Regions from separate parts of the Sus scrofa genome. Here all the other regions are linked to region 3. A link is a contact called in public Hi-C, HiChIP or PLAC-seq and promoter capture Hi-C data. All regions are on one chromosome and are shown on one strand. Each heading gives the region's core, a stretch centred on a gene start, on an enhancer-like site or on the middle of the called end of the contact. The rest is flanking DNA. Distances are from core to core; before and after follow the strand shown.

The links. Promoter capture Hi-C pulls out the DNA fragments that hold promoters and counts their contacts. Hi-C and Micro-C count contacts between places; a contact is called where the count stands out from the background. HiChIP or PLAC-seq counts read pairs in DNA pulled down with a chosen protein or histone mark.
Region 1: a contact with region 3 is called in a promoter capture Hi-C map of liver, with 4 times the contacts expected there. The contact joins the promoter of ARL8A here to the promoter of NAV1 in region 3. A contact is called at or near these places in 1 of 5 promoter capture datasets (liver) and 1 of 2 datasets of contacts at active chromatin or transcription factors (skeletal muscle).
Region 2: an H3K27ac HiChIP or PLAC-seq map of alveolar macrophages shows a contact between it and region 3. The contact joins the promoter of SHISA4 here to the promoter of NAV1 in region 3. A contact is called at or near these places in 2 of 47 Hi-C or Micro-C datasets (embryonic fibroblasts and heart right ventricle) and 2 of 2 datasets of contacts at active chromatin or transcription factors (alveolar macrophages and skeletal muscle).
Region 4: a Hi-C map of liver shows a contact between it and region 3, with 4 times the contacts expected there. The contact joins the promoter of RNPEP here to the promoter of NAV1 in region 3. A contact is called at or near these places in 2 of 5 promoter capture datasets (fetal liver and fetal skeletal muscle), 7 of 47 Hi-C or Micro-C datasets (embryonic fibroblasts, heart right ventricle, liver and 4 more) and 2 of 2 datasets of contacts at active chromatin or transcription factors (alveolar macrophages and skeletal muscle).

The regions. Positions count from the first base shown.
Region 1 is chr10:24,321,482-24,328,471 of Sscrofa11.1, reverse strand. ARL8A (ADP-ribosylation factor-like protein 8A) reads left to right here and starts at 4,247. Exons shown (of 7, transcript XM_021064533.1): 1 at 4,247-4,525. The coding sequence starts at 4,403. It overlaps PTPN7 (tyrosine-protein phosphatase non-receptor type 7), which reads left to right. Exons shown (of 10, transcript XM_021064534.1): 9 at 551-664; 10 at 1,690-3,183. The coding sequence ends at 1,783.
Region 2 is chr10:24,155,360-24,162,190 of Sscrofa11.1, reverse strand. SHISA4 (protein shisa-4) reads right to left here and starts at 3,543. Exons shown (of 5, transcript XM_021064525.1): 1 at 3,349-3,543; 2 at 2,930-3,101; 3 at 2,063-2,196; 4 at 1,293-1,460; 5 at 687-1,175. The coding sequence starts at 3,421. The coding sequence ends at 1,129. It overlaps LOC110255659 (a long non-coding RNA gene), which reads left to right and starts at 4,992. Exons shown (of 3, transcript XR_002336278.1): 1 at 4,992-5,299; 2 at 5,422-5,514.
Region 3 is chr10:23,880,730-23,887,598 of Sscrofa11.1, reverse strand. NAV1 (neuron navigator 1) reads right to left here and starts at 1,878. Exons shown (of 31, transcript XM_021064517.1): 1 at 1,576-1,878.
Region 4 is chr10:24,212,615-24,220,014 of Sscrofa11.1, reverse strand. It overlaps RNPEP (aminopeptidase B), which reads right to left and starts at 1,871. Exons shown (of 11, transcript XM_021064527.1): 1 at 1,228-1,871. The coding sequence starts at 1,668.

The sequences.
Region 1 (6,990 bases), core at 2,998-5,497, 440 kb before region 3:
AGAATGCTTTGGCCCCGGGGTAGGAAGTGAGTCAGGGTGGAGTGGGCAGCGGTGCAGGCTGCCATTCAGCAGTGTAGACCTCCACCGCACAAAGGCAAGAGGCACAGGCAACCCCCTCCTCGCAGGTGGCACCTGGGCACAGTGCTAGGATGTGGCTCCATCTGAGGGGTCAGTCTTCCTAAAGAGGGGAGGGAATCCAGGGCAGGATGAGTAGAGGACAGAGAATGGTGGCCGAGCTCGGCAGATGAGTCGCATTAGAGGGAAGGACCTTCTAGGCTCAGCAAGCCCAAGGCGGGCACAGTTGGTGGGGGGGCTGCCACCCACGCCAAGCAAGAGGCAGCTCGTCCAAAGGTCCAAGGGGGCCTCAGGGTGACCTAGAACAGACCCATCTGTGGAGGCATCACCACCTCCCTCCAGTCCCGTGTCCCCAACCCCCAAATAGAGTGCTCTTCGTTCCCACTGCTTTCTCTGTAGTCTGGGGCCTGGCCCCCTTGTGTGCCACCCACCCGGCCCCCTGTGACAGCACCCCCTCCCCACTCACCCCACCCAGTGCAGGGATCGGCCGGACAGGCTGCTTCATCGCCACGCGCATTGGCTGCCAGCAGCTGAAGGCCCGAGGCGAAGTGGACATCCTGCGCATTGTGTGCCAGCTGCGGCTGGACAGGTGGGTCCGAGGAGCGGGACCGAGGGTGGTATGTGAGGGCCCGATGCCTCCTGGGGACACAGTGCTACAGGTACTTCCTGCGGGAAATGAAGGGCCCCCTTTTGCTTAAAGTGCTCTTTCTTCTGCCTCTCACACCCAGGAAAGAATCTGTCCAAAATTTTAGCTCTCTGGGGTGTTTGAGGCTCTGAGGATTTGTCCAAGCTTCCAATCTTTTTTGGTTTTGTCTTTGTTTTTCCAAATTCCCTACTCAGGGGACAGGTGGGGGAACAGAGTATGGTTGGTTCCAGAAACTAGGCAGCCCCAGGCAAAACACAGAAGCCCGCTGGATTTGGAGATAGCATCCAAGGGCCTCTACTGAGCTGTCACCTGTTTCCTGGGTCCCCTATCTAGAGGGAAATGGTGGCCCCTTCCCCAGAGAGCCGCTGTAGGGAATGAGGCCACTGATGCGAGTCTTTGGCAACATGAGAACCGACTATATACATATGTGAAATTACTACTTTTAAAATTACTGGGGAGTTCCCATTGTGGCTCAGTGGGTTAAGGACCTGACATAGCATCCATGAGGATACAGGTTTGATCCCTGGCCTCACTCATTGGGTTAAGGATCCTGCATTGCTGTGGCTGTGGTGTAGGCTGGAAGCTACAGCTCTGATTCGATCCCTAGCATGGGAACTTCCATATGTGGCAGGTGCGGCCCTTAAAAAAAAAAAATGAGAGAAGGAAATCCTGGGGCTTGGGCATATTCCTGGCCTGGCTTGAGGAGTTGGGGCTGGCTCTGCCCCAGCAGCTGGTGGTCAGAGAAGCCCTGGGCATGTGGGACCCCTCCACAGCCCTGCCAGCCCCGCCAGCCCCAGGGCTTGGTGAGGAGCAGGGGGTCTGGGAACCGAGGGAAGGAGCTGGTCTCAGGGAGGATGAACCTACGAGGAGGAGCCAGCCAGCCGGCCTTTGGGAAGGTCAGGATCTCTCCATGGGACAACGATGCCCAAGCAGACCCCTGACTCATGCCTACGTGCCTCTGCCCACAGGGGTGGCATGATCCAGACGGCGGAGCAGTACCAGTTCCTGCACCACACCTTGGCCTTGTACGCTGCCCAGCTGCCGGAGGGGCCCAGCCCCTGACCCCTGGCACATCCCCAGTGCCGTTTCCCCCAGGCCTGGGGTGGTGGGTCTGGTGAAGGTGGCTTCGTGATCTGGGGAGCCCCGAATGGGCTTGGGGATGGGGTGTCCCTCAGTGCGTATCCGGGGTTACAGGAAGCTGGCTGGCAAGGACAAGGTCAGACACTGGGGCTTCAGCACTGCCCACTCCTCTGCTTCCTCCAATGGCCCCAAGTGGACACCAGGGGGACCCCCACATCACTCAGAACTTGAAGCTAGTGGCTGACCTTTGTAACAGAGCTGAGACAGAAGCCCAGGAGTCCTGGTCTCTGAAAAACCGTGGGCACCTCGGTCTCTTCTTCGGACAAGGACATTGGGCACTTTGCTGCCCCAAGGGGCAACCAATCAGCGGAGCTCCTAGAAACTGCTGCAGCTGTACCCCCGCCCCAGGGGGCCAGCAAAGAGTGAGGCCAAGGGCATCGTCTGCCAGGCCCTGCACGAGAGTGGCCCGAGGCCAGGCCAGCCAGGAAAACCCGGTCCTACCCGGTCCCCACAGTGACTCTGCTTCCCCAACACACATCTACACTCCAAAGGGAGCAAGGACCCGGACTACCCTGTGCCCACACGTGTCGGGGGAGCAGGCTTCAGAGGTGACCTGGCCAGACAGGTGAAATCTCCAGAAGAGGGAAAGGGTGAGACCCAGATGCCTGCCTCCCTCCACCCACCCAGCTACTCCCTAGGGGGCCAGCACGCTCTGCCTGCCTTCGCACCTCAGAACGGGCCGGGGGCAAACACCGGAGACCGGAGCAACAGAGCCGAGAGCGCCACCTGGTGTTGAGTGACCATCCCCGGCATGCCCTCCTCCCCAGGGGGCACACCTGGGCAGTGGCTCTTTCCAGCAACAACCTGGGTAAAAGCTCCCCACGCAGACCAGGGACTCAGGCTACACCAGGGCACCCCCCCCAGGGCCCACCCCAGGGAGCTAAGTCCAGGAAACCCAGATCCGGCTCAACCCAGGGAGGTGGCCAGATCCTGCATCCTTGAATCCAAGATGGGCTGCCTGTGGGGAGGAAGGCAGGTTCTCTATGGACCCCCAAGGGGCTGGATCCCGGAGAAGACCTGGGCCTCTCCCTCAGACGGCACTTCTGGAGCATGTGCAGCGTAGGAATTGGGGTGGCTTTCTTCATGCTTCTGCTCAGCCTCCTCCCTCACTGCCCACTCCTGAGCCTTCCCTTCTCCACGAGAGGCATTCGGGGTACCTGTGGAGCAGGGCTCAGAGCCCCTGGGTGCCAAATCCTGCCCGCAGGAGGAAAGCCACCACACAGGCCTGCAGGCTTCCCTCCTTGGGCGCCGCTGCCCCAGCCCTGTTCCCCGGGCTCTGGTGAGTAACCTGGTGTGAAAATAAAGACTTCTCGGATGCCCGAGTCATTCCTTCTTTCCATCTTCTTCGTGGCCCATTGGAGCCTCTTCCCAGGGATGGAGAGTAGAAATCCCCAGATCAGGCTGTGGCCTTCCTCCCGGGCCACGCCCTTTATAGCTCTTACAAGTGAAGCAAAGTGACACTGCCAGGGTGGGTTTGGGAATTGGGGGTGTTCCTGAGGAGCTAGAGAGGGACTTACAAAGGGCAGGGACTAGAAGGACCCTATCACTTAACAGTCCAGAACATTCTACTCAGCCAGGACTTTGTGACTCCTTCCCTTTGGCCACTGATCTCTCAGGTCATTCCGACCATTTATGCACCTTTGTCTAGAACAAAATACATGGAAGTACACATGTAAGTGGAATACCAAGGAAACCCCAAGGTGGGCTGGGGGCTGCGAGGTGGGGGGTGCGGGGAACACAGCAGGCCCCACACCTCCCACCACCAGTTCTCCTGAAGAAACCCGGCTTTTACCAAGTTACTCCTTTGCCACAAAACTTCCTCACGGGAACCCTCCCTCTCCCGCCCCGCAGACTTTTTCTGTTTGAGCCTCCTGGTGAGCCAAGGCTTCAAAGTCACTTTGGGCCAGAAGCTTCCTAAACAGGTGGTCGCGGTACCCTGCGGCCACCGAACGCTCCCGCCAGGACTCAGAGATGCTCAGTGGGCAGGTCTCGGGGAACAAAAGATCTCGGAGACCACCTCCTCGTCCGCAAGCCACCCACCTCCACCCTGGAAATGTGCCGGCTCCCCGGGGCCCCGCACCCACCTCGGGCGCGCCCACCACCGCGTACGAAGGAAGGGGGCGCCAGAAGGGTTAAAACAATGGGCGCTCTTTGCCCAGGGGCCCTGGCCCGCCCGGCCGGCCAGGCCTGTCCCCAAGCTCGCGGGTGCCCCGCCCAGCGCCCTGCCACCGCCCCGGGCGCGGAGGAGCGCTGTCGGGGGCGAGCAGGGCCGGGCGGGCGGCGCGGGCGGTGAACGAGGACGGCGACCGGGAGGAGGAGGAGGAGGAGGAGGAGGGGGAGGAGGACGCGCCGAGGCCACACCCATCGGCGCGCCGAGCCGAGCCCGGCAGCGAGTCGTCGGCCGCCGCGCGCGCTCCAGCCGAGCCTCCGCCCGCACCGAGCCCGGAGCCGGGCCGCACCGGGGAGGGGCCGCTCCGGCCGCAGCGCGAGGGCAAGAGGGGCGGCGGGGAGCCGGCACCGGGCGCGGCCGGCGCAGCGACCATGATCGCTTTGTTCAACAAGCTGTTGGACTGGTTCAAGGCCCTGTTCTGGAAGGAGGAGATGGAGCTCACGCTGGTCGGGCTGCAGTACTCGGGCAAGACCACCTTCGTCAACGTGATCGCGGTACGGGGCGCGGGCCGGCCGGGCCTCGGGCCCCGCCGCGCCCTGTCGACCGATGGCCGCCTGGCGTGGCGGGCACGGCGGGCGCCGGCGGGGAGGCGCGGGCTGGGGCGCGCGGGGCCTAGCACGGCCCTGGGAACCCGACAGCGCGTGCCCGGGCCGAGATGGCACGGCGGGCGCGGGGGCGGGGGACGAGACCGCGACCTGCGGCGCCCAGGGTGTCACGAGGCCAGAGGGGCCGCTGTCCGCGGAGACGGCCCTCTCCGGTCCCCGCGCCCGGGCGCATGACGGGGCGAAAGTGCCGGGCCTGCCCGCGCGGCGAAAGGAGGGTCTCGGGACTGGGGGCCGCCCGTCCTGGGAGGGGGCCTGGGCCAGCCCAACCCCACCCCAGGGGGTTCATCTTTCCTGCCCGGAAGAGGAAGCCCCAGCGATACAAGGGGAGTGGGGTACCCCTGGGGGGGAGTGGAATCAGCTGAGGCCGTCGACCCAGCCCAGACCTCCCAGAACCGGCCGCCTAGTGAGTCCAGCTGGGGCCTGGGGAGCATAGCATCTACGGGATTGCGGAGTCCCCGCCTCGCTCGGAAGTTGCAGAAGGAGGTGCTTCGGCCCCGCAGGATGAGTTGGAGGGGCACTGCCACTCCGGGGACACCTGCGACAGTGGCTGTGAGGGCTTTGGGTCATCAAGACCTCAGTGGGCAAGTGTAAGCCTTTGGGTGCCAGGGGAGTGGCTGGCCGCCAGTTGAAATCTGGCTCAAAAAAAGGGGAAGATGAGCCCTGGGTCTGTGGGCTGGGCTGCAGTAATGGCTGCGGCCTGCCTCTCCCAGCCTGGCTGGTGGGGCCTGTGGGCAGAGGAGGAAAGGCCTGGGGACCCGGCTCTTGGCCCCAGACTGGGGTTTTGGAGAGCTGTGGATCCGCCCCCTGTGAGAGGTCAGTGGAGAAGCTGGACCAGCCAGCCTGGGCACCTCCCCTCCCTGTGTCTGCCCACCCCACAGAGGGGAGGGAGGGAGGGAGGCTGGGGGCAGGTACCCCCATGATCGCATGTTTGGGCCCTGGCTTCCTTTCCCAAACCTGTGTGCTTGTGGCTTCTGCCAGGGGCTTCTGGCCTCTCACAGCAGGGCAGGCTCTTGAGGCCCAGGCTCTGGATCTCCTCGGGAGAGGCCTGTTTAAACCTGGCGCTGTCTTGGTGCTGGGGCTCCAAAAGCAAGAGCAGGACGCCTGGACCCATGTCCTGCCACCGGCCTGGCTGGCTTGGCTTCCAGGCTCTGGATCTGGGAGATGTCTCTGGGGTGAGGCTGAGAGGGGAGCCAGTTGCTGCTCCAGTGGCTCGGCCTGGGCGGCACCTCTGGTCCCCAGGGAAGAGCTCCTGGTGGAGTGTTTACGAAGCTGTGCTCCTGGACAGGGATCCAGGCGGGTTCTGTGTCCTGGTCAGGAGGGTGTCCCCTGGAACAGCAGCATCTCCCGAGTGGGGTGCTCTGGCAGGTCAGAAACAGAGTCCGCCACCAGGATCAGTCATTATCTGAAGTGTGGGGGGAGGGTCCCCCTTTAGGACCTGAAATTTGCACCTCCACTCACACATCCTGAAAGTGCAGCCGGAGTTTCCCTAGAAAGAGGCTCCCAAGAACAGCCCTCCCCTGTGGGCGGCGTGGCAGTTCCTGCCTGAGTCCAGGGTCCTCGGCCGCTCTGCTGGCCGCTGGCTGCGCTCTGCTGGCTGCTGGCTGCGGCTCCTTGGCTGCGGCATTTCCTCCCGGCCTGGTCTCATCACAGTAAAGGCTCTTAAAGGACCCGGGCTCTGCCCGCATGCCCCCCGCGAACTCTGAATCACCTTCCCGTCTCCACTGGCCTCTCTTTGTCTTTACTTTTTCCTTGGGCTTTTCCTACCCATTGCATGGGGTCTGCCTTTAAATGGAAATGGAGCTCCAGCTCCCAAGTGAGCAGCTCAGCCGCTGATGGGAGCTGGGAAACATCACACAGACCTTCCAGTGCTTCTGAGAACTGAAACTCACTTTTGTTTTTGTTTTTTGCTTTTGTTTTTGCTTTTTATAGGGCCGCACCCATGGCATATGGAGGTTCCCAGGCTAGGGACTGAATCGGAGCTGTAGCCGCCGGCCTACGCCACAGCCACAGCAATGCAGGATCCGAGCCGTGTCTGCGACCTACACCACAGCTCACGGCAACGCCGGATCCTTAACCCGGATCCTTAACCCGAACGTGCGTCCTCACAGATGCTAGTCAGATTTGTTAACCACTGAGCCACGAAGGGAATTCCTGAAACTCACCTTTGAATTCTGAAAAAGTTGTGCCGGCAGAAAGGAGGAGATGCTTCCCCCCCTCGCCCCGAGGGAAAGGAGAGAGCCATTTTCAAATATTTTAAAATAGGAGTTCCCGTCGTGGCGCAGCAGAAACGAATCTGACTAGGAACCATGAGGTTTCCGGGTTCGATCCCTGGCCTCGCCCAGTGGACTAAGGAT
Region 2 (6,831 bases), core at 2,294-4,793, 270 kb before region 3:
CGGATTCCATCCCTCTCTAGGGAACTTCCGTATGCCATGGTTTGGCCAAGAAATAGGGAAATAAATAAAACTCCCTTTCCTGGATTTGTCACCAGGCTGGCATCCTCAGAGGGTGAGGCCAAGGGGGCAGGGGGCACCTGCCAGGCCCAGTGGAGGCACCGAACTGGGCCTGGGGGCCTGGTGTCCTGGGCTTCCTGATAGTGCAAGGCGGCTGACAGAGCACCTACCCAGTCCAGCTTCGGGTCCTGGAACCCCTGACCTGTTACGGCTCAGCCGACCAAGTTCCCTGTACATGGTTCACCGGCATGACTGCTCTGAGGCAGTGTGCCCATTCAACAGATGGGGAAGCTGAGACCTGGTGACCTTGGGAGATACACTCAAGGTCCGATGATATTGGGGCCCAAGGGTGAATCCAAGTGTACGGGACAGGAGAAGGTGCCTTTGGGCAGCTGGCAGTGCCTCACAGACCTGGCCCCTCGAGTGGAATCCGCAAGGCAAACAAGCACCTTCTTCCAGGTGTGGCGAGACCCACCTCCCTGGCTCTGGGAGGCGGCCCAAGGAGCCCCCAGGCTGGGTGGTTCTGCCCGTGCTCCAGCCCTGCCTGGCACCAGCCCTCCCCTGCTTTGGGGTCACGGAGCTGCCAGCCATGCTGAGGCAGGTGCGGACAGCCCAATGATGCGACCGCGTGAGTCCCAAGTTGACAGCTTTAATCCAGCAGGCCTTAGCCCTGGGGGGAAGGGCGGCCAGGAGGAGGGCTTCCATCCCCCGTTGGTGGAGTCCCCCCAGCCCCACCCCAGCCATGTGGGCAGGCAGGAGGGGCCCCGCCTTCTGGCCGGCCACCGACATCCTGGTAGGAGGAGGAAAGCAGGGGCTGTGACCCAGGCTTTCCCGTCCTTCCATCGCCCCGGTTAAAACGGTGAACGCACGTCAAGCCCCCGACCCGCCCCTATTCACGGCCAAGTTCCAGCTCAGCTCCTTTCCTCCTCCTGGGGCTCTGTTCCCAGAAGGTCTCAGGGTGTGGCTCGGTCTGGGGCCCGGCAAGAAGAGGACCCTGCCCGCCCCCCGGGCCACACGGAGGTCCAGAGGGAGGCGCCCCTGAGGGATGGCAGAGACACCACGGCCGGCTCTTCAGGCTCCTGGGTAGGAGGGCTGGGGGGGCACGTAGGGGGGTGGAGCTGCAAGCCAAGGAGACAGGGTGGGGGTCAGGGTGCACAGGAGGGCAGGCCTGGAAGTCTGGGGCAGGCACGCGAGACAGAGGTGCGGGCGTGGGGCGAGAGTTCAGGCTGGCTTACCTGCAGGGTTGTAGACAGGGGGCCCCGCCGGGTAGAGCGGATACTGGGGCGCAGGAGCACTAGGCGGGTACATGAAGCCAGGCTGGGGGGGTACAGGGCCGGCTTTGGGGTCCTGGGTGTACGGGTACACTGGTTGCACTGGGATGCCTGTCATTGGAATCTCCTGGCCTGGGTGGGGGACAAGGAGCCGCACTTAGAATGCCACCTCCATGGGAAGCAGGGCCGGCCCAGCCAACTCTGCTCCGAGACCTTGCTGAGCAGAGCCAGCGGGTTGCCTGCAGGTAGCCCAGAGGGTCAATTGCAGTCAGCACTTTGCTCCCCTCAGCTGGGCTTTGGGGACCTCGAGGGCTGGGGGCACAGCCTGGGGAAGGTGCTATCTGGGCAAGGAGACGGCAGCTGGGGGCTGGAATCCTGCAGCTTAGCAAGCCTGCCCCCAGGGGGCCTCTGGCATGGACCCCTGCCCAGCAGGTTTAGGCATAGGCGCAGCCACACGCCCTTTGCACACCCAGCCCATCCACGCGCTCACACTCCAGCCCCCGCACACACGCTTCCTGAGAGTCCCACAAGCCTGTGCACACACTCGCTGCCTCCAGACAACACAGGCACACACGGGTACAGTGTTCACACGTGCCCCTGCACGTTCCTGTGTATGGGTGACAAGCTGGCAGGTGGTGAGTCCAGGACACAGAATCACGTCTCCTGGAGCTCCAGTGTCCACCCGGGGGCTCAGCAGGCCTGTCTGGGGCGCACCTGCCCAGCCCCGCACCTACCTTCAAAAGGGCTCTGCAGCTGCTGGCGCCGGCGGTACAGGTAGCAGCAGGAGCAGAGGAAGCAGCAGATGGTGGTGGCGACCACAGCCACGAAGAGGATCACGGCAGAAGCGATGCCTGCTATGGTCTTGGGGCTTTAGACAGAGAAGCGTGCCTCACCTTCCAAGCCTCAAGCAGAAAGTCCTCACAGGGTGACCTGAAAGCTGTGCTTGGACTCCTGGCCAGCAGGGGGCCACAGAGAGCTGAGATTTGGGGTTCCTGGTGGGCTCTGCGGAACCCCGCAGGGGATCTTAGGGAACCACGCTTCCCGGAAGGCCAGGCGCCTGCTGGCCAGCGAGTGGCCTCTGGGGATTTGCAGTGGGCGCCCTACGGCAGCAACTTAACCGGTTAGACTTCTGACCGTGAGCCCTGCAAGTCCCCTGGGCAATGATCCAGAGCTGTTTTTTAAAATCCCACTGCAATGGGTCTTCTTGTACCTGTTTTATATGTCAGCAGGCCCCTTCAAAAAGACGCTGGAAAACCACTAACTGTGGCACCCCCCGCCCCCCGTCCCGGCCTGGTTTCAATGAAGAGGAAAGTGACCCACCCAGGACGTGTCTTCTGCAAGACCACGCAGCTAGTGAGGCATGAGACTGGGTCTCCTGCCTTCCTGGCAGAACGACACCGGCCCTGGCGCTGACCCTGCACCCTCCCTCTGCAGCCAGGGCAGGGCCAAGGGGAGGGCTCAGCCCCACCAGCACTTGACGTGTTTACTAACGGCCCCTCCTGGAATTCCCAAGCTGGACACTCAAGATTCGCCTTGTCCCCTAGCCGGAGCCTGGGTCTGGGCTAAGAATGTGGAGGTGGACAAGGAGGGGAGGAGCCCACCTGAAGGCCAGGCAGTGCTTCTGCTGCCTCTCGGTGATGAGCAAGGTCGGGTCTCTGCAGCAGTAGCGCTGGTAGCAGGTCCCGCAGCAGAAGGTTGAGAACTCGCAGTTAAAGCCCGGCTGCCAGGAGCCATTCCGATCCACGTACCAGAGGCAGTCCTCGCCGGCTAGCGCTGCAGACAGGGGTGCGGGTGCCCAGTGGCCACCGGGCCGGGTCTCTGGCTGCCCCCCTCCCGCGCGCCCTACTCTCACCACCCGAAGGTCTGCCCTGGTCCCTGAGCCCAGAGGCCTCTGCCTGGAGCGGCCCCCCCGGGGTCAGCCCACTCTTGCCCTCCTCTCCCACGGACCCCGCCACGCCCGGGCACCGCCTCCTCCAGGGCCTCCCCCGCGCGCGCCACGCCCGCGGCCCCCGGCCCTTACCCAGGGGCGCCCCCAGCACCAGGAGCGCGATCACCGCGAGCGGCGCGGCCCCGCGGAGCCCCGCGGGCGGCATAGCGGGGCGCGTGGAGCGGCCGCCGGGCGCGCAGGACAACGCCGGCCGCCCAGCTCCGCGGGGCCAGCGCGCCCGCCCGGCTCCTCCCCGCCTCCTCGGGGCGGGCTCGGCTGGTCCTCGGTGATCTGTCCCCGCGCCCCGCCCGTCCGGGGTCCACGCCGGCCACGCCCCTGGCCACGCCCCGCGCGGGCTCCCGCGACCAAGCGGCTGGGCACAGTGGGGGCCCGCCGGGCCTGGGCCCGCCCCCTGCCTCGGCCCAATCAGCGTTCTGGGCCCCAGAAGCCCTGATCCTGGTGCCATCTCCGAAAGCCCAGGCACAGGGGCCGACCCGGACCTTCCCTGTGCGGGACCACTTCTGCCCCAGTGTCCAGCCGAAGACGTCCTGCGGCGGCGGGGAGGAGCAGGAGGAGGCCCGGAGCACCCTGCCCCCACCGCGGAACACAGGCGCCCATTGAGAGGCGGCTCAGAGCAGCTTTGTCCCCGTCGAGCCCACAGGCCTGGACCCTGCCAGCTGCATTGGCTCCCTGAGCGGCCCCTTCCCCCTCCGAGTGGTCAGCGCTGGCATGCGCCAGCCTATGGCCTCACGCTTCCGGGTGGCTGGCCGCTGGGGCCACCTGGGACCCATCCAGTCAGACGGCCTTGAGAGTGAAAACCCCTTTCTTCTAGAGCAGCCCCGCAGAGATGCTGCAGGAAAGCAGGGCAGAGCAAGGGCCAGAGTTCCTTACAGCGAGACCTCTTTCAGTCTCCTGCTAAGTTTGTACTGTGTGTTGGTGGCCAGGCCCCTACTGCAGGGCCACACGGACCGGGAACATGCAGGGGACCAAAATTTTCTGGGGAGAAAATCCATAGCCTCCCTTAGCCCTCAGGGTGCTTGGACATGTCCCTCATTTGCGGTTCCCCACAATCCCATGAGCTAAACCAGGTTCACTGGTGTTGCCAGTCCCTTTTATAGACAGAGAAACTAGGACTCAAGGAAGTTATTAAAGTGTCCAGGTGACAGAGGCAGTGAGTGGCGGAGGCATGCTAAATCCAAGTGACTTCCCCCACCTCATGAGAGAAGCTATCTGCAAACGATATATGCTATACGAGGCTAATATCCAAAATACATAAAGAGCACATACGATTCAACGTCAAACAAACAATCTGATTAGAAATGGGCAGAGGGGAGTTCCCGTTGTGGCTCAGTGGTAACAAACTTGACTAGTCTCCATGAGGATGTGGGTTTGATCCCTGGCCTCAACTCGGTGGGTTAAGGATCCAGCATTGCCATGAGCTGTAGTGGGTCTCAGATACAGCTCGGATCTGGGGCTGCTGTGGCTGTGGTGAGACCAGTGACTACAGCTCCGATTCAACCCCTAGCCTGGGAACCTCCGTCTGCTGCGGGTGTGGCCCTAAAAAGACAAAAAGAAAGGAAAGAAAGAAAGAAAGAAAGAAAGAAAGAAAGAAAGAAAGAAAGAAAGAAAGAAAGAAAGAAAGAAAGAAAGAAAGAAAGATGGGCAGAGGATCTAGGGAGCTTCCTGGTGGCTCAGTGGGCTAAGGGTCCGGGGTTGTGACTGCTGTGGCTCAGGTCCCTGCTATGGCCCTGGAATTTCCACATGCTGTGGGCGGGGACAAAAGAGAAAAGGGCAGAGGATCTGAATAGACATTTTTCCAAAGAAGACACACAGACAGATGAAAAGATGCTGGGCGTCACTAATCATCCCAGAAATGCCAGCAAAACCCCAAAGAGATGTCGCCTCACACCCATCAGAATGGCTATCATCGAAAAGAGGACAGCAGTTCCGGCGCTGGCCCCGAACACGGCCACACGGACCTGGCACACTCTCCCTGGGGGCCTGGACTGTGATGACAATAACACTAGCAGCTATAACTCTGCAAGTGAGTTGGCCCCACTGTGCAGATGGAGTTGGGTTGGAGGAAGTTAATTCCAGCTCCCAGGGCCAGGATTTGGAATGGGACTTTTGTGACTTCAAAGCCGCCTCCTGCCTCTCCTCAAACAGGTCAGAAGTGCCCGTGCTGGGCCTGGCATGGAGCGCGTCCTCAGGAATCGCTGGTGCCCTGCCCTCAGCCCCACAGGATGTGTGGGAAGGAAGGTAGGTCCGGGGTGGGGGTAGGGAGCAGGTGGAGGGGGGGCGCTGGCTGTGCCTGTGACCCGGTTTGGGCCTGGCCTGGGCGGTGTGGGAGTGCTCTGCTGAGTCATTCCTGCTGCGACCAGTGACCAGCCCAGGCCTCCTCCAGCCTCTTTGATGCTCCTCTTCAAATCAGAGCAGCCTGCCCAGGCCCCCGCATGCCCCAGGGTCTGCCCACCCGGCTGCCAGGCCATTCTGAGATCAGAGTAACCACCTTCCCTCGTCCTCTTGGCCACTGGTCGTCCCTTCAGCAGCACCCCAAGGGGACCCCCGTCCCCCTCCAGATAGGTTACCACACCCTGTCCTCTGTGTGATGTGATCTCACCACACCGAAGGACCGGGATCTCAGAGCTCCCTGGTGGCTCAACAGGTTAAGGAGCTGGTGGTGTCACCACTGTGGCCTGGGTTCGATCCCTGGCCCAGGAATTTTGCCTGCCAGGGGCATGGCCAAAAAAAAAAAAAAAAAAAAAAAAAAAAAAGCAACAGGATCTCCTGGCTCCCACTGCCCCAGAGTAAACAAACATTTCTCCTTCATCAGGAACTTTTTCCTGGTGTCTAGCCTGAATCTCTCTTGCTGTAAACAAAAGGCTTTCTCCTTTGAGTTCCTGTCGTGGTGCAGCAGAAATGAATCTGACTAGGAACCATGAGGTTGCCGGTTCGATCCCTGGCCTCGCTCAGTGGGTTAAGGATCCCGTGTGGCCATGAGCGGTGATGTAGGTCGCAGATGCGGCTCGGATCCCGTGTTGCTGTGGCTGAGGTGTAGGTGGGCAGCTGTAGCTCTGATTGGACCCCTAGCCTGGGAACCTCCATATGCCTCGGGTACAGCCCTAAGAAGCCAAAAAAAAAGGCTGTCTCCTGTGTTTGTCCTCTTGGTGGGCGGGGTCTAGGGGAGGGGACAGTGGGGAATCAGCTCCCTGCCGCTCCACCTCCTTCTCCAGAGGGATCTTATCAATGCCTCTGCAGGGCTTTCTCTCCCAGAAGGTCAGGCTTCTGCTTTTTTGCAGAGTCCCAGGGCCTCAGGGGGCCAGCTGGCTCTGGTGGGGGAGCAGCAGTGTCTCAGTCCAGCTGGGGCCTGGCCCCAGGAGCCCAGCCCAGCCAGTGGGGCAGACAGGGGCGGGGGTGGGGAAGAGCCAGGTTATCTTTAAATGGCATCTTACTCAGTCTGCAGCTCTGCCCGCTGGGCAGGGTGGGGACAGATGAGTGTTATTTTGGGATCTGGAGGGTAAGAGAGGAAGAAGGCTCTGTTTACAGCCCTCCTCTGTCTGTCCCCACTCCCTTTCC
Region 3 (6,869 bases), core at 629-3,128:
GAATGTACCTGCTAAGCGCTGGCTGTTGCAGGTGGTAAAACAAGCCAGCTGGCAGGAAGGTGCTCACTCGGAGACACAAACACAAAGCGGAAGGTGAAATCTGCCCCGAGGGAGCTCAGATCCATTTCCTGAGTTCAGAGTAGGGGCTGTTCCTGCTGAACCTGGGAAACTCAGGAAGCAGCCCCTCGAGGCTGCAGTACAGACCAGAAAAGCCTTGCCCAGTCTTCCCTGACCTGGGAGGACAGACGTGAGAACCTATCTGCTCCCTGAGCATCCTGGGGGAGAGCCAAGCAGGCACAGAACCACAAGCTGATCAAAAACTCGCCTCCTGAACCACTGGGGAAAGTGCGGACCCCATAAAGCTCATCTCGCTCACCTGGGAGGAAATCCACAGCCACTGCGATTCCCTGTCTCATTGCTCAGTTTAATCCCAAAGACACACAAACCAAAATTCAAAGCAGGATTAAAAAACAAATCATAAGCAGGCTGGAGTCATCTGTGTCTTTGGCTGGAAGGGAGCCGGGATCTACAGGGTGGCAGCTCGGCCCACGTGGAGAGGAGTGGGTGGCGGGAGGTGGGGGGGTGTCTTTGTGCGAAGTTCCTCAACCCCTAGGACAAGTGACTGCAGGGGACACACGGGACACACGCAGGGGAACGAGACCGCACGCAAGATGCAAACCCAGGCAAACCCTAGGTTTCTGTAGCGCCAAGAGGCCGCAGGCTTCACTGCATTTGAACCAGCCAATGGGGTCCCAACCACTGAAACAGGAAGCCGGATAAACAGCACGTTATCCAGGGGGATCCGGCGCTTCCCAGAAGCCGGCGCCAGCTGCGCCCTGGGCTGTCCTAACAAAGTCCCATTGACTCGCCAGCTGATTTTCCTGTGTTGGGCTCAGGGACAAGGAACCCTCGCTGCCGGATGGACGTCACCTCTGCCCAGGGCCCCCACCGCCCACCGGTCAGCCTCTCCCACCCCGCCTACCCTCTCTGCCCCCTTCAGACCTGGCCGGTTCTTTATCCTCCGACCAGTTTCTATCAGCTCCGAGCATAGAAGGGACCAGAGGGCCCCAGCAAGGGGACCCCCAGGTGAGCTCCGAGCCCACCCGTTCTCTTCCCCTCTCTCCCTGTCCTCCGGGAAGCTTGCTCCAAGAGGGCGATTCTCAGCGCATCACCCCCGCCAGCGAGGGTTTCTAGACCTGCGAGCCAAGGTCACTTGCCCAGCTCTTCTCTCCTGGGATGGGAGGTGTGGGCAGGGACTCCTCGGCGTCTCTGATCATGGGGTCTCAACACACTTTCAACTGCACCGCAAGGGAAACCGAGGCTCGGAAAGGCTGGAGTTGAGTGGCCCCTGGTGAGTCAATTCCTGGGCTGCCCCACAGGGACATGAAGACACGCACCTTCCCGAGAAGCCGCTGGCACCCCGGTTGTTACTCCAGCGCCTCTCCGCGCCCAGCGCGCAGCCTCTCGGGGGCGCGAGCTCACCTCCCCTACCCGCGCCCCGGGAACTCGGTCCCGGCCCCGCAGGACCTGCCAGCCCCGCCCCGCGACCGCCCGGTCTCCGCGCAGGCAACTCACCGGCACGCCGGCACTCCCGGGCCCCGGCTCCTTGCATCCGGACCGCGGCGGCCGAGCCCTCGGCGCGAGGAGAAAGTTCTCGGGCTCCCGCGCCGGCTGGGCCCTCGCGGAGTCTCGGCGTCCGCGTCCGCGTCCAGCCGCGGGCTGGCACTAGGGCCGCCGGCGGCCCCGGCCCCGCGACGCGGAGGGAGGCGGCATCCCGAACAAAGTGCGTCCCGGCCGGGCGCGGGGCGGAGCCTGGTGACCCGCTGCCCCGGGCACACGCCGGCCGCCTCCCCGGGCCGGGGGGCGGAGGCTGCGCCGCTCGGCGCCCTCGCTCCCCCACCCCCCGCGCTGGGCCCGTTTAACCCGCAGAGGGGCGGAGGCGCCGGTCCCTTCCAGACTTTGTCGCTGGAACGCTATTCCCGTAACCCTTTCCTGCCTTCGCCTTCCGTCCCGCCTCCGCGGCCTCAGAAAGGAGGAGCTGGGTGGCGGGCAGGAAGCCTTCGCACAATCGAGCCTTTCCTTGGCCCCGGGCCGCCGCCGCCACTTCCAGGCCCGGCCGCCCCCACCCCCACCCAAGTCCTCGGCCGGCTGGGCAGTTCTTAGGAGAGGGGACAGATGGGTCGGCCAGCCCACCCCCCACACCCCGTCTGCCTGCCCCCTTCCTTCCTCTGTCCCCCTGTCTGAGCTGGGACACGGGTGCAGGGGAGAGGGGAGACCCCAGGAGAGCCAGGTAAACAGTAGGTGCTCAGTAATACAAGGCATGGGACTCCATTCCACCTCCTGCCCCTCCTCCTTCTGGGACCTCAGGGGTGGGGTGGGGAGAGGAGGTGACCAGACCTGCAGAATGGCTGGAAGGAGGGCTTCCGTCAGAACCTAGGGCACTGCCTGTGCAGTGCAGGCCCCCAGCCCTACATCCCAAGAGAGCACATCAGAGGTCAGACGGTGGACTCTGGGACACAGGGAATAGTGCCACCAAGGACCCTGGAGTCTGCGATCAGAGATGTTGCCGCCTCCCCCCCACCCTCAAACATTAGTTTCAGAAGAGCCAGCTCCCTGGGTCTTAGAACCCTTCACCAGGGACATCAACCAGTGGCCAGCAGCGGCACTCAAGAGTCCAGAGCCCTGCCACACCCATCGAGTCACTCAGGTCACAGTGGCTGTGGGTGGCCATAAGGGAACAACAAAGGGACACCAGATACTGGGCCAGAAGTGACACTGAGGAATCCCACCTTGTCAGGGAAAAGGGTTTTTAGATGGTTTTGTCTGTGAAAGAAATGAGTTGTCTCTGCGGAGTGGGGGTGGGGGCATCTCAGAGGAACCCGTGCATGTGATGAGCCCCTCACCCTGTGTGTAGCAGCTGGAAGTGCGGGCTCGAAGGCAGATTGCCTGGGTTCCTGGAGCTACGCTTCACCAGCCCTGGGAACTTGAACGGATTCTTGAACCTCTGAGTGCTTCAGTTTCTCCCTCTATGAAATGCAGTAATAATAGCTGCTGTCTCCCGCGACTGTCAGGAGGATTATTAAGTGTGACAGTATAGGTGACACACTCAGGACAGTGCCTGGAACTACTCTGTAACCATTTGTTGTTATCCTGATCCCTGAGCCCCGCACCCTGCATCCAGTTTGGCGTTCAGCGGTGCCCTAACTGGGACCTCTCCTGCTTTTCACAGGCTCCTGGGCCAGCAAAGGGGAGCCTGGTCCTTTAAGAAGAAGCACTGTCCTTTCTCGAGGCTCATGGGGGTGTGGGCTGGCTGGGCTCCTTGGCCCTCCTAAGCCAGGGAACTGAGGATTACACAGCAGGCTTGCCAGCCAGTATCAGGGCCTGAACTGTCTGCTGACCCTCGGGGAGGCTGGACTCAGGGCCCCACCCGCACCCATAATGTTGGGAAGATGCTGCTGCCTGGGTGCTGAATGGGGAAGAAGGCCAAAACCATGGCTTTCTGAGGGTTAAATCTAGTCCATCAGTATTCCCCCCCCTTTTATGAATGGCTGCTCATCCCTGTCCCCTGCCCCCAAATGTCCCAGTCACAGCCCTCCAACAGTGCGGGTGTCCAGATTAACACGCCAGCAGGTGGACGGGCCGGGGGTGGGGGGTGATGAACAGACCAGGTCTTGTCGTGGGGAAGGGCTGAGGCTGTGCTGGTGCCTGAGAGCAAAGGTGGAAATGGGGCGGCGGCGGGGCAAGGCCCCCGGGACCGCAGACGCAGCGCCGCCGTCTGGGCAGAAAGCAGGGTCCCGCCCAGCCCAGAAAGGCCGCTGCCAAGTGCCTGCCTTGTGAGTGGTTTTCCTCCCAACACAGTGATGACTCAGTTGCTCTGAATCAAGCAAATGGATTTTCCTTAAACATGAAAATCAATAAGAAGGAAAGTCAAGAAGGGCTTGGCTGCAGGGAGGTGATGCAGGAGGCGTGTGGGGGACCCTGGCTCCAACTTAGGTCCCCTCAAGGTGGCCTCCAGGCCTGCTGACCTCACTGAGACCCTTCAACCCATGCCCCCCTCGATCCCCAGCTTAAAGCCAGGCCTGCTCTGAGGAAAGAGATTGTTAACAAGAGGATTAATGTCAGTGTGACAAATGGGTTATAAAAAAATCAGCCCAGGAGCCTGATGTCACCACGAAGTCTCAGATCTGGCTTGAGGTGAGACGCCTAGGGAGCCCCTAAGGAGCCCCGAGCAAGCACAGCAGGTGGCATCTCCAGGCCTGGCCTGAGATCTTGGGGGCTCTGCCAGCTTGAGGTCTGAGGATCAGAGCTAATTTGTTTTACGTTTGGCCCGGGGTGGGTTTGAACATCAGAGCTCCCACACCCTATGCAGCCCGGGGACTGTCTGCCCCTGCCGGCTCCCCCGCAGGGTGGCCAGAGCAGCCCGTTTGGCCAGAGGGGAGCACAGGGCAAGACTTTATTTTCTCAGGCATTTAATAAACAGCATTGGGAAGCCTCTGGCTCCATCCACAGAAGCATAGTGGAAAAACACTGGGTGTCAGAGGATCTGAGTCCTCACTTTGGCTCGGCCCTTGCCGTGTGCTCATCGAAAGGCGGGGCGGGGGGACACCCAGGGGCTCCCCCCCCACCTACCAAGGCCTGGGAGAGCCCTCATGAGAGAACAGAAGAGAAGCTGGTTGACACAGCGCTGAGCAAATATCAAGAGAAAGGCCACTGGAAATAGAAGACACCTCCCCTCACCCCATCCCACCACGTGCACTCTGGTTCTGTGCTCCGTGCAAAACTCATTCTGAGTGATAGAAATCTGAATACTAACAACGCTCGGCCTTTCTAGCTTCCTCCCTTAGCCCGCAGGGCCTTCATGCCAGTGCTTTGGGTGGGGCATGGGCATGGCAGTCGGCCCCACCCGCTGGCTCAGGCCCCTGGAGAAGCAGTCCGTGGGGAAGGCTGGTGCAGTGCAGGGTGCTTTAGAGAAGTGAGGGAGCCACGGCCTTGTGGGGAAGGCACTGTTTCTCCCTTTCTCTCTGGTAGCAGGAAGTGAGATGTGCTGACAGCTAGTCACTGTGTTTGGCCAAAGCCAGCTTTTCCAGAGAGGTGCCTCTTTAAGGGGCCAACAGGGCAGGGATGGGGCTGCTGGGGAGACAGCCTCCCTCTTTCTCAGTAGGCTCTGGTGAGAGTCATCCCAAGAAAAGAGCCATCGTCCAGCCTCCAGAGCACTCGCTGGACACCAGCTGTAGTCTAAGCATTTCGTACGTCTCATGTTTATCTGTTGTATTTTACTTTATTTATTTTTTGGCTGCACCTGCTGCATGCAGAAGTTCCCGGGACAGGGATGGAACCCACAGGACAGCAGTGACCTACCCGAGTAGCTGCAGTGACACGGCAGATCCTTAACATGCTGAGCCACTGGGGCGCTCCTGTCTCTGTTTTATAGGTGATGAAGTTGAGGTCAGGGTCTTGCCTGCACCCTCCAGCCAGGCATCTGCATCAGGGAGTCTGGCTGCTGGGGGTCCGCAGAGGAAAGCAGGGCTTAGTGGTGGGGCGGGGCCGCAGCCAGGGTCTCTGTCATTTACCAGCTTCAGCACATTTATTTCTTTCCTCTGAACAGCTTTTGGGAGGTATAATCAACATACCCTGACAGTCACCCATTCTAAGTGTGCGTTTCCATGCTTCGTAGTAAAGCTACTGTGATGCAGCTGCCACCACAACCAAGTTCAGGACTATGTCTATTTCCCCACACATTTCTGGTAGAGTCTCTCTCTCTCTCTCTCTCCCTTTTTTTTTTTTTTTTTTTTTTTTTTTTTTGCCTTTTCCAGGGCTGCTCCTGTGGCACATGGAGGTTCCCAGGCTAGGGGTCTCATCGGAGCTGTCACCAATGGCCTACCCCAGAGCCACAGCAACACCAGATCCGAGCCGCACTGCGACCTACATCACAGCTCATGGCAATGCTGGATCCTTAACCCACTGAGCGAGGCCAGGGATCGAACCCACAACCTTGTGGTTCCTAGTCGGATTCATTAAACACTGAGCCACGACGGGAACTCCTCCTCATCATCTGTAAAATGGGAACAACAATGGCTGCCTCGTACGCCTGTCCCCAGCATTTAATGAGCATGTACTGGAAGTGACACATGGTAGGATCCGAGTTATTACCATTCAGGTCTCTTAGGGTCCCTTGAATGTGGCCCTTCGGAGCTGGGCCTGGTCTGGAAGACTGTCCAGTCCCACCCTCTCTTTCAACAGGTACGGAAACTAAGGTGCCAAGATGTCAAGCAAATGGACACACAGCAAATTCAGCGGCAGGGCTGGAATGGAACCCAGGCCTCTTGGTTGATAGTTCAGTGCTGTCTTGTCTCCCACCAGACTTGCATCCGAGGCACAGGGGTGTCATTGTCGGCAGCACCCCTACTCTCTGGGAGGCCCTCAGGGCAGTGCTGACTGGCAGGCAGAGACAATGGAATTTCCTTGTGCTGGAACGAGAATGCAGCTGGAGGCCGGGTGCAGAATCAAGGGACAAGGTCCAACATGGAGGCAGGAATGTCTATTGTCAAGTCAGGGGATGCATTGACTCAAAGCAGCCAGGGGACCGCCAGTCTCTGCAGAGCCCACGGGCAGGCCAGCTTCACCGGCATGTGACCTGGGCATGGCCCCTGCTTGGTTTAATGCTTTGCTGTTGCCATCTTCAAATTCTTTCTTTTTTTTTTTTTTTGCTTTTTCTTTTTAGGGCCGCACCCGTGGTGTATGGAATTTCCCAGGCTAGGGGTTGAATTGGAGCTGCAGCTGCCAGCCTACACCACAGCCACAGCCACAGCAACGTGAGATCTGAGCCGAATCTGCGACCTATACCACAGCTCACAGCAATGCTGGATCCT
Region 4 (7,400 bases), core at 622-3,121, 330 kb before region 3:
AATCCAGGAGGATCTAATGTTTCCAGTTATTCTGTTGAATTTCTGCCCCCAACCAGAACCAGAATATAAGCAAACAACCAAACATATTTCCAGAGGTCATGTTATTCTAGAGGTCCCTGGGCTTCTCCTTTGCCTCAGAGGTCAGTCTACATTACTTTCGACTTTAACCTGTTGGACAAGATCTATCATAAGGTTCATTTATTTCCTGAATGGTAAAAGATGGAAACAGAACTGCCCTGGAGGCCCAGAGGAAACGAATCCGACTAGGATCCATGAGGATGAGGGTTCGATCCCTGGTCTCAGATGTGGTTTGGATCCTGTGTTGCTATGGCTGTGGCGTAGGCTGGCTGCTGCAGCTCTGATTGGACCCCTAGCCTGGGAACCTCTATATGCCGCAGGTGTGGCCCTAGAAAGCCAAAAAGAAAAAGATAAAGAAAGAAAACTGCTCTTTGAGCCAGCTCTAAAAGCAAAAAGTTTAGTAGAAAGAAAAAGAGAAAGAGAACTGCCCTTTGAGCCAGCTCCAAGAGCAAAAAGGATTAGTGCCACCAGATAAGCAGACTTCAGTGGCAGGCAGGCATCTGGGGGACCTAAGCGCCCCTACCCAAGACAGGGCTTGTAGCCACGCCTGGAATCTCCCGGAAGGACTTGGGACTCTCACAGATGTGGGCCCATGATCCTCCCCCTTCTGCTCTCCAAAATTTCAATATTTGCCACCCTCCACACCCGTGGTTAAAATTCAGGAGTCAACCAAGAGTGAGAACGCCAAGTTATCACAAAGCCTGGCACATCCTCATTCCAGTACCCACTTTTACTCAAATTCTTTTGTTCATCAAACCCAGGATGTCCCAAAAGGAAACTGCCCAGTTCCGGGGCTGTTTCAGCTGAGGCACTGGAAGGTCCGCCCCCGCCAACTCCCGCCGCCAAAAGGCCTGAGTCAGCTCCGGGTAATGAGCCAGCAGGGTCAGGGCCGCCCTAGAGCAGAACAAAGCGGCTCTCCGCCAGGGCCCAGCCTACGTCCAGGACAGTGACAGTTCTAACTTCAGTTCGTGATTGGGAGGATGTGGTGACTTCCTGGGAAGCCCTGGACTAGAGACAGTGGTGCCCTAAGAGCGGTGGGGGGAGGAGGGTTCATCTGGATGAGGAGGGGGCAGAGGTGTGGTGGGGCGGTGGAAGGGGATGGGGCGTCTGAGCCGGGAGGAGGGGCCGGAGCGGGACGGGGGCACTCACCCCTGGTCCTTCACCCACGCGGTAGGTGAGCTGCACCTGCATGTGCTCGCCGGCGCTGCAGGGCTGCGGGAAGCGCACACAGAGGGCCTGGCCGTAGTGCGAGAAGGGCTGTGTGCACACCGGCACCGGCTCTGGCTCCGGCTCCGGCTGCCCCGGGCCCGGCTGCCCTCGCCGCAGCACCGCCGCCGTCACCTCCAAGCACGGGTGCGAGTCCAGCCGCAGCTCCGCGGCGCCGCCGGGCTCCAGGCAGCGCAGCTCTAGCACCGCCGAGCCGCTCAGCCCGCGGCTGCCCGGCCCGGGCCCTGGTGGCCCGAACTCGGCCCGCAGGTCCAGGTGCAAGTGCAGCAACTCGAAGGCGCGGAAGTTGGAGGCCGACGCCACATCCTCCGCCTGCGCGGAGCGCAGCACCCGCCTGCCGGCCCCAGGCCCGCTGCCCGCCATGCCTCTCCGCCGCCTTGCCGGGCCCGCCACAGAACCCGGAACCCGGCGTGGCCACGCCCCCAAACGCCCTGCCTCTCGCCCGGTACCCCGATACTACCGCATCCCATCCGGCCGCTGGCCTGGCCCGGCCCGGCCCCGCCCCGACGCTCCCGGTGGGTTGGGATCCCCAAGGCCTCCGCTCACCCGGGTAGGCCCCGCCCCTATGACCACGCCCCGGAAGCTGTCTTGGTCACGCCCCCTTCTTGAGGCCTCTTCTCCCCCCCCCAATCTGCACAGCTGGGACGCCAATTTGATCCATCTTCTCCCAAATTCATCCCACCCCACCGGGATGTTCCCCAGTCCCTTCTGTACTGAGGTTTCCCGTGTCCTACTCCTCCAGGCAGGTCGCACTGAGCCCGGATTGCAGGGGACTTGGTTGGAGATCGCACTCCTGGCGCTCGAATTGTTAGGGCCCGGTCGTGTTGGGCAAACCGCCTCCAAGAAAGGAGGCTCTTTCCGCATCTCTCTGTGCACCTGTAAAACAGAGGAATTATACCCGTCTCTCGAGCTGGAAGAACTTAATCGGAAACAGCACAGAATGCCACAGCCTATGGAGGTCCTCCTGGCACTGGGCACAGGGCTCCTTCTGTCCTTCCCCAAGGGTGGGGACAAGCACAGCACCCTTAAGGTGCGGCGGGCGGTGTGCCCTTCTGTCAGCCAGGATACCCCACTTCATGCTGTGCCCCTTCTCTGTACCAGTGGTTGCGGTCCCCTTTCTGTGAGGCGGAACCGGTCCATGGTGAGATTTTTACCGATCAGCTAGGAAATGAGATTTTAAAAGCGACACCGTGGGGAGTTTCTCATAAAAGGAAACAGTATCCTAGCACAGGGGTCCTACTTTTACGGAGTTGACATACCTTTTACTAAATGTGTGTTTCACTCACAAGAGAGCTTCCAAACACGCGGCAAAAACTGAAAGGAAAAATAGGCAAATCCACAACTACAGCTGGACATTAAACACTCATCTCTCAGCAGTTAATTGAACCACTAGACAGAAAATCAATAAGGATATATAAGGTCTGAACAACACTATCAATCACCTAGACCTTACTGGCTTTTATAGAATATCAGCATACATGCTCCTCTCAAGGTCACAAGGAACATTCACCAAATAGACCATAATCTGGGCCATAAAATAAACCTGTTGTGAAAAGCAAATTTGCTTTTCACAGAGCTATGGCTGAACAATTCTGGAATTGCACTGTAGATAATTAGGATTGAACAAATAAGTACATTATTGTAGATAAAGAGAACCAGGGTTCCTATTTGTAAGCTGCAGTTACAAATAGGAAAGAAAGGGATAGAATGAACCCTGTGCTGCTGGACTAGATAGAGCTAGAGGGCCTGGTGGTTTCTGTTTTATATGCACATGGATGGACGCAGAAGTGTAGTGCATGGGTTAGTATATTACATACATTCCTTGGCATGATCCCCTGGAAAAACGAGCAGCACTGACACCCCAGTAGCAATGAGTGTACCCAACACCCAGATTTTGGATTCCAAATGCTATTCTCCATCAGAAGGAAGTAGGGCTCCTTGGAGAAAATAGAAGACAAGCCTGGGGCTCAGCGGAAACTGAAATCTGACCAGTATCCATGAGAATGCAGGTTTGATCCCTGGCCTCTCTCAGTGGGTTGAGGAGCCGGCATTGCCTTGAGCTGTGGTGTAGGCCAGCAGCTACAGATCCAATTTGACCCCTAGCCTGGGAACCTCCATGTGCTGTGGGTGCAGCCCTAAAAAGACAAAAAAAGAAAAAAGAAAATGAGCCTGGAGCATCTTATGATGCTTGGAAGTGATAAAGTACTAAAAGAAAAAAAAACAAACAATAACAAAAAGCGATGTTGAAACGGCATAGGAGCTAAACCAAAAGAGCTCCCGGTAGCCAAAGTTAGAACCATGTGAGTAAATAAACAACAGAATTGGATTACAGCCCCCAAATAACATGAATACCAGTGAGTCCTTGCCAATAAGTAACTGAATAAACAAATAAATAAACGAGGGAAAAGAGACTTCTCTTCTTTAGAAGAGAATTCTGAATAATACAGGAGGAAGGAATGAGAAACACGGGAAGTCACTGTTAGAATGCCAGTGCCAAAATTAGCAGGCAAAAGTGTAAGCAAAAACATATTTGCCTCATTTCAAAGTATCTCCCCCCAGATAGTTACTCACTACAAGGAGGAAAGCAGTCATTTTACGGCGGACGAAGCCAGCAGCCCTCACCAGAATCGAGGGATCAGAAGGTCACTGTCACCAGCAGTCCTACACAGACACCACCTACCCTTGACCTGATGATGAGAGGAGGGTGAAGGCACAACCTTATGAGAAAACAGCAGACAAACCCAAACCAAGGGCTTCTTCAAAATAAGTCTCTACTCTGCGTGAGTATGAAGGTCAGACAGGGAAACTGAGGAACCATCCAGGTCAGAGAAGACGGTACAGCTCTGGAAGGTAGAAGCTCGTATTAGATCCTGCAACAGGGAAAGACATCCCAGGGAAAACTGGCGCCATCCAAATGAGGTGTGTGGTTTAGCTGATGGAACCGACCCGAACGTTTTATTCAAATAACCACTATTTAAGATGTTCCCAGGGAGTTCCCGTCATGGTGCAGTGGTTAACGAATCCGACTAGGAACCATGAGGTTGCGGGTTCGGTCCCTGCCCTTGCTCAGTGGGTTAAGGATCCGGCGTTGCCGTGAGCTATGGTGTAGGTCGCAGACGCGGCTCGGATCCCGAGTTGCTGTGGCTCTGGCCCAGGAGGGGGAGCCGGGTGGAAGGTATACTGAACTTGATTTTTGCAGTTTTTCTACAAAGCTACAATTATCTCAAAACGATGAATTAAAAATACAAAGGAGTTCCCTGGTGGCCCAGTACATTGAGGATCCAGCATTGTCACAGCTGTGGCTCTGGTTTCAGCTATGGTGTGGGTGCAAACTCTGGCCTGGAAACTTCTGCATCCCCCAAGCACGCAGAAACCAGTAAGTACATGAAACAACAAGCACCACGTTCAGGATGGCGGTCAATTCTTTTTTTTTTTTTTTTTTTTTTTTTGTCTTTTTGCTATTTCTTGGGCCGCTCCTACAGCATATGGAGGTTCCCAGGCTAGGGGTCCAATCAGAGCTGTAGCTGCCAGCCTACGCCAGAGCCACAGCAACACGGAATCCGAGCCGCATCTGCGACCTACACCACAGCTCACGGCAATGCCGGATCGTTAACCCACTGAGCAAGGGCAGGGATGGAACCCGCAACCTCATGGTTCCTAGTCAGATTTGTTAACCACTGCGCCACGACGGGAACTCCAGGATGGCGGTCAGTTCTTGTGGGAGTTTTATAGATGAAACCAGGAAGTCCTTATTCGGTGTGACAACTTTTGCTTCTTGTATTGTGGACAGTACAAGGATTTGTAAAAAGTACATGTGTAAATTCCTTGAAAAACAAAATTACAGGTGTATGCCTGAAATATCTAATACCTTTTTTTTCAAAAGTGTCAGGCTTTTCAGTTGGGTATAGACACATCTGCCTAGTCATGTACTCATTTTCCCGATGTTTATTGAGGACCTATTATAAAATGTGGCTCCCGTCTTCAAGAAATTCAATTTCAGCATCTAGGAGTCAATCCTGCTTCTCCTGTGTTGGTTGTAGGTCACAGCTACTCAGCTCCGCCACTGCAGCAAGCAAGCAGCCACAGGTGACAATATGACAGGTGTGGCTGTGGACAGTAAGTTATTCCCACGAACAGTCTGCATGCAGCTTGCTGACACATGATATAACAGGTTGAATACAACTTGGGCAAGGAGGTCCAACGCTGAGCCACCACAGGGTGGCGCTAAGACCACGCTTCCCTAATTTGCAGACGTTTCACCTACGAAAAGAGATGGGCTTCCAACAGAGGTGGCTGTACCCACGTATTCCATCTCTGACTCTGAAACTCTTACCTGTCAATTTCACGCCTGGTGTCAGATACTAAGGAAAAAAGGGAGAAGCAATGGAATCTTTCTGCTGGGCATTTCAACCTTGAAACTGAGGAACTAACTCCATTATTCCAGAAAAAGACCTAGAGCAAACGTCCTTCCTGCTGGCGTGTTTCCAATTTATTTTGGTAATTAAAACAATGTGGCTATTTCCCCTCTTATTCTGGGCTCTCTTACACCAAAATTAGTTTTAGCTATTTGTTAAACACTTCATGTCAGCATTTTAAGATATTTATTAGAATCTAAGCCACTTGGTTTCCATTACTTGCTGAACTGAAAAAGAAGTCACATCTATGAAGCTTATCAGGGCACGTAGGTGTTGACTGCGAACCTCAACTTTACAGGTTGGAGATCTTTATTAGAAAAAATGCTGGGGGGCAAGGGGAGAGAGAAGAGAGAAAAGCAAGAACGACCCCTCACGACCTCTTCCTGCCGTGCTGATTGTGACCACAGGACAGGGGTCGAGATGGGAGGCTGCCCAGGAAGTAGGTGCTCAGACCACCAGGATGGAGCCAGCAAGATACCCAGGGGCATGGGGGGTCCAGCAGAGGGCTGGGCAGCTAGCAAACAGCTGTGCCCGGGAACGCAGGTAGCACTTGGGTTTCAAGGAGGAAGTCGGAGGGCTGAAGCCTACCTCTCCAGCTCCACACCGCACATGCAGGGTGCGGGTGACCCTCTGCCCACCTGTGAGCAGCTCTCCCATCGCCGGTGGAGAGAAAGGGGGTGGATGCCAAGGAGAATCGAGTCAAGAGCTGGGAACAGCTGGGAACATCCCTAGGGGTCCCACCTGCCGTCCTGCGCATGGTGGAATTAAATGCCAAGTTCTCCAAAAAGAAACTGGTTTTCCATCTTTTCCAAGCTTCCTCTCTTCCGCCCCAACCTCACTCCAGAAAATGCATCTGTAACCAAGGAATGCTTTGCACACACTGAGTTGAAGACAGCAGTTAACAAATAAAATGGCAAAAGACAGGCCAGCGTCACACACCAACACACACAAGAATTCAAACTCCTAAGAAAGGAAGTTACTTTCCAAGCCAATACAAGCATTTAGGAGAAGGAATTCAGGAGGCCTTTCAGAAGCGTAAAGAGCTTTCTGTGCAATTCAGCATGTCCTCAGCTTTGACTGGTGGTTCTGATAAACATCTATTTACGCTTACGACTAGACATTAAAGCACTAGATAATCCTCAAATATTCTCAAATGGCCAATAAGCGTGTATCATTAGCCATGAGAAGGCAAATCAAAACCACAATGATAGGAAGTCACAGTGTTTTTTAAAATGAAAGCAACTGGGAGTTCCTGTCGGGGCTCAGCAGTTAATGAACCCGACTAGGATCCATGAGGATGTGAGGCGCAGCTCAGATCTGGTGTTGCTCTGGCTGTGGTGTAGGCTGGCAGCTACAGCTCCGACTCGACCCCTAGCCTGGGAACCTCCATATGTCGTGGGTGGGGCCCTAAATAGACAAAAGACAAAAAAATACATAAATACAAAATAAAAAGAAAGCAAATGCTGGCAAGGACATGAAGAAATTGGGACCCTTGTGCATTGCTGGTGAAAACGAAAAATGGTGCAGCCACCATGGAAAAGTCTGGTGCTTCCTCCAGCACCTACCTAAACACAGAACCGGAGTTCCCATCATGGTGCAGTGGAAACAAATCCAACTAGGAACCATGAAGTTGCGGGTTCGATCCCTGGCCTCGTTCAGTGGGTTAAGGATCTGGCATTG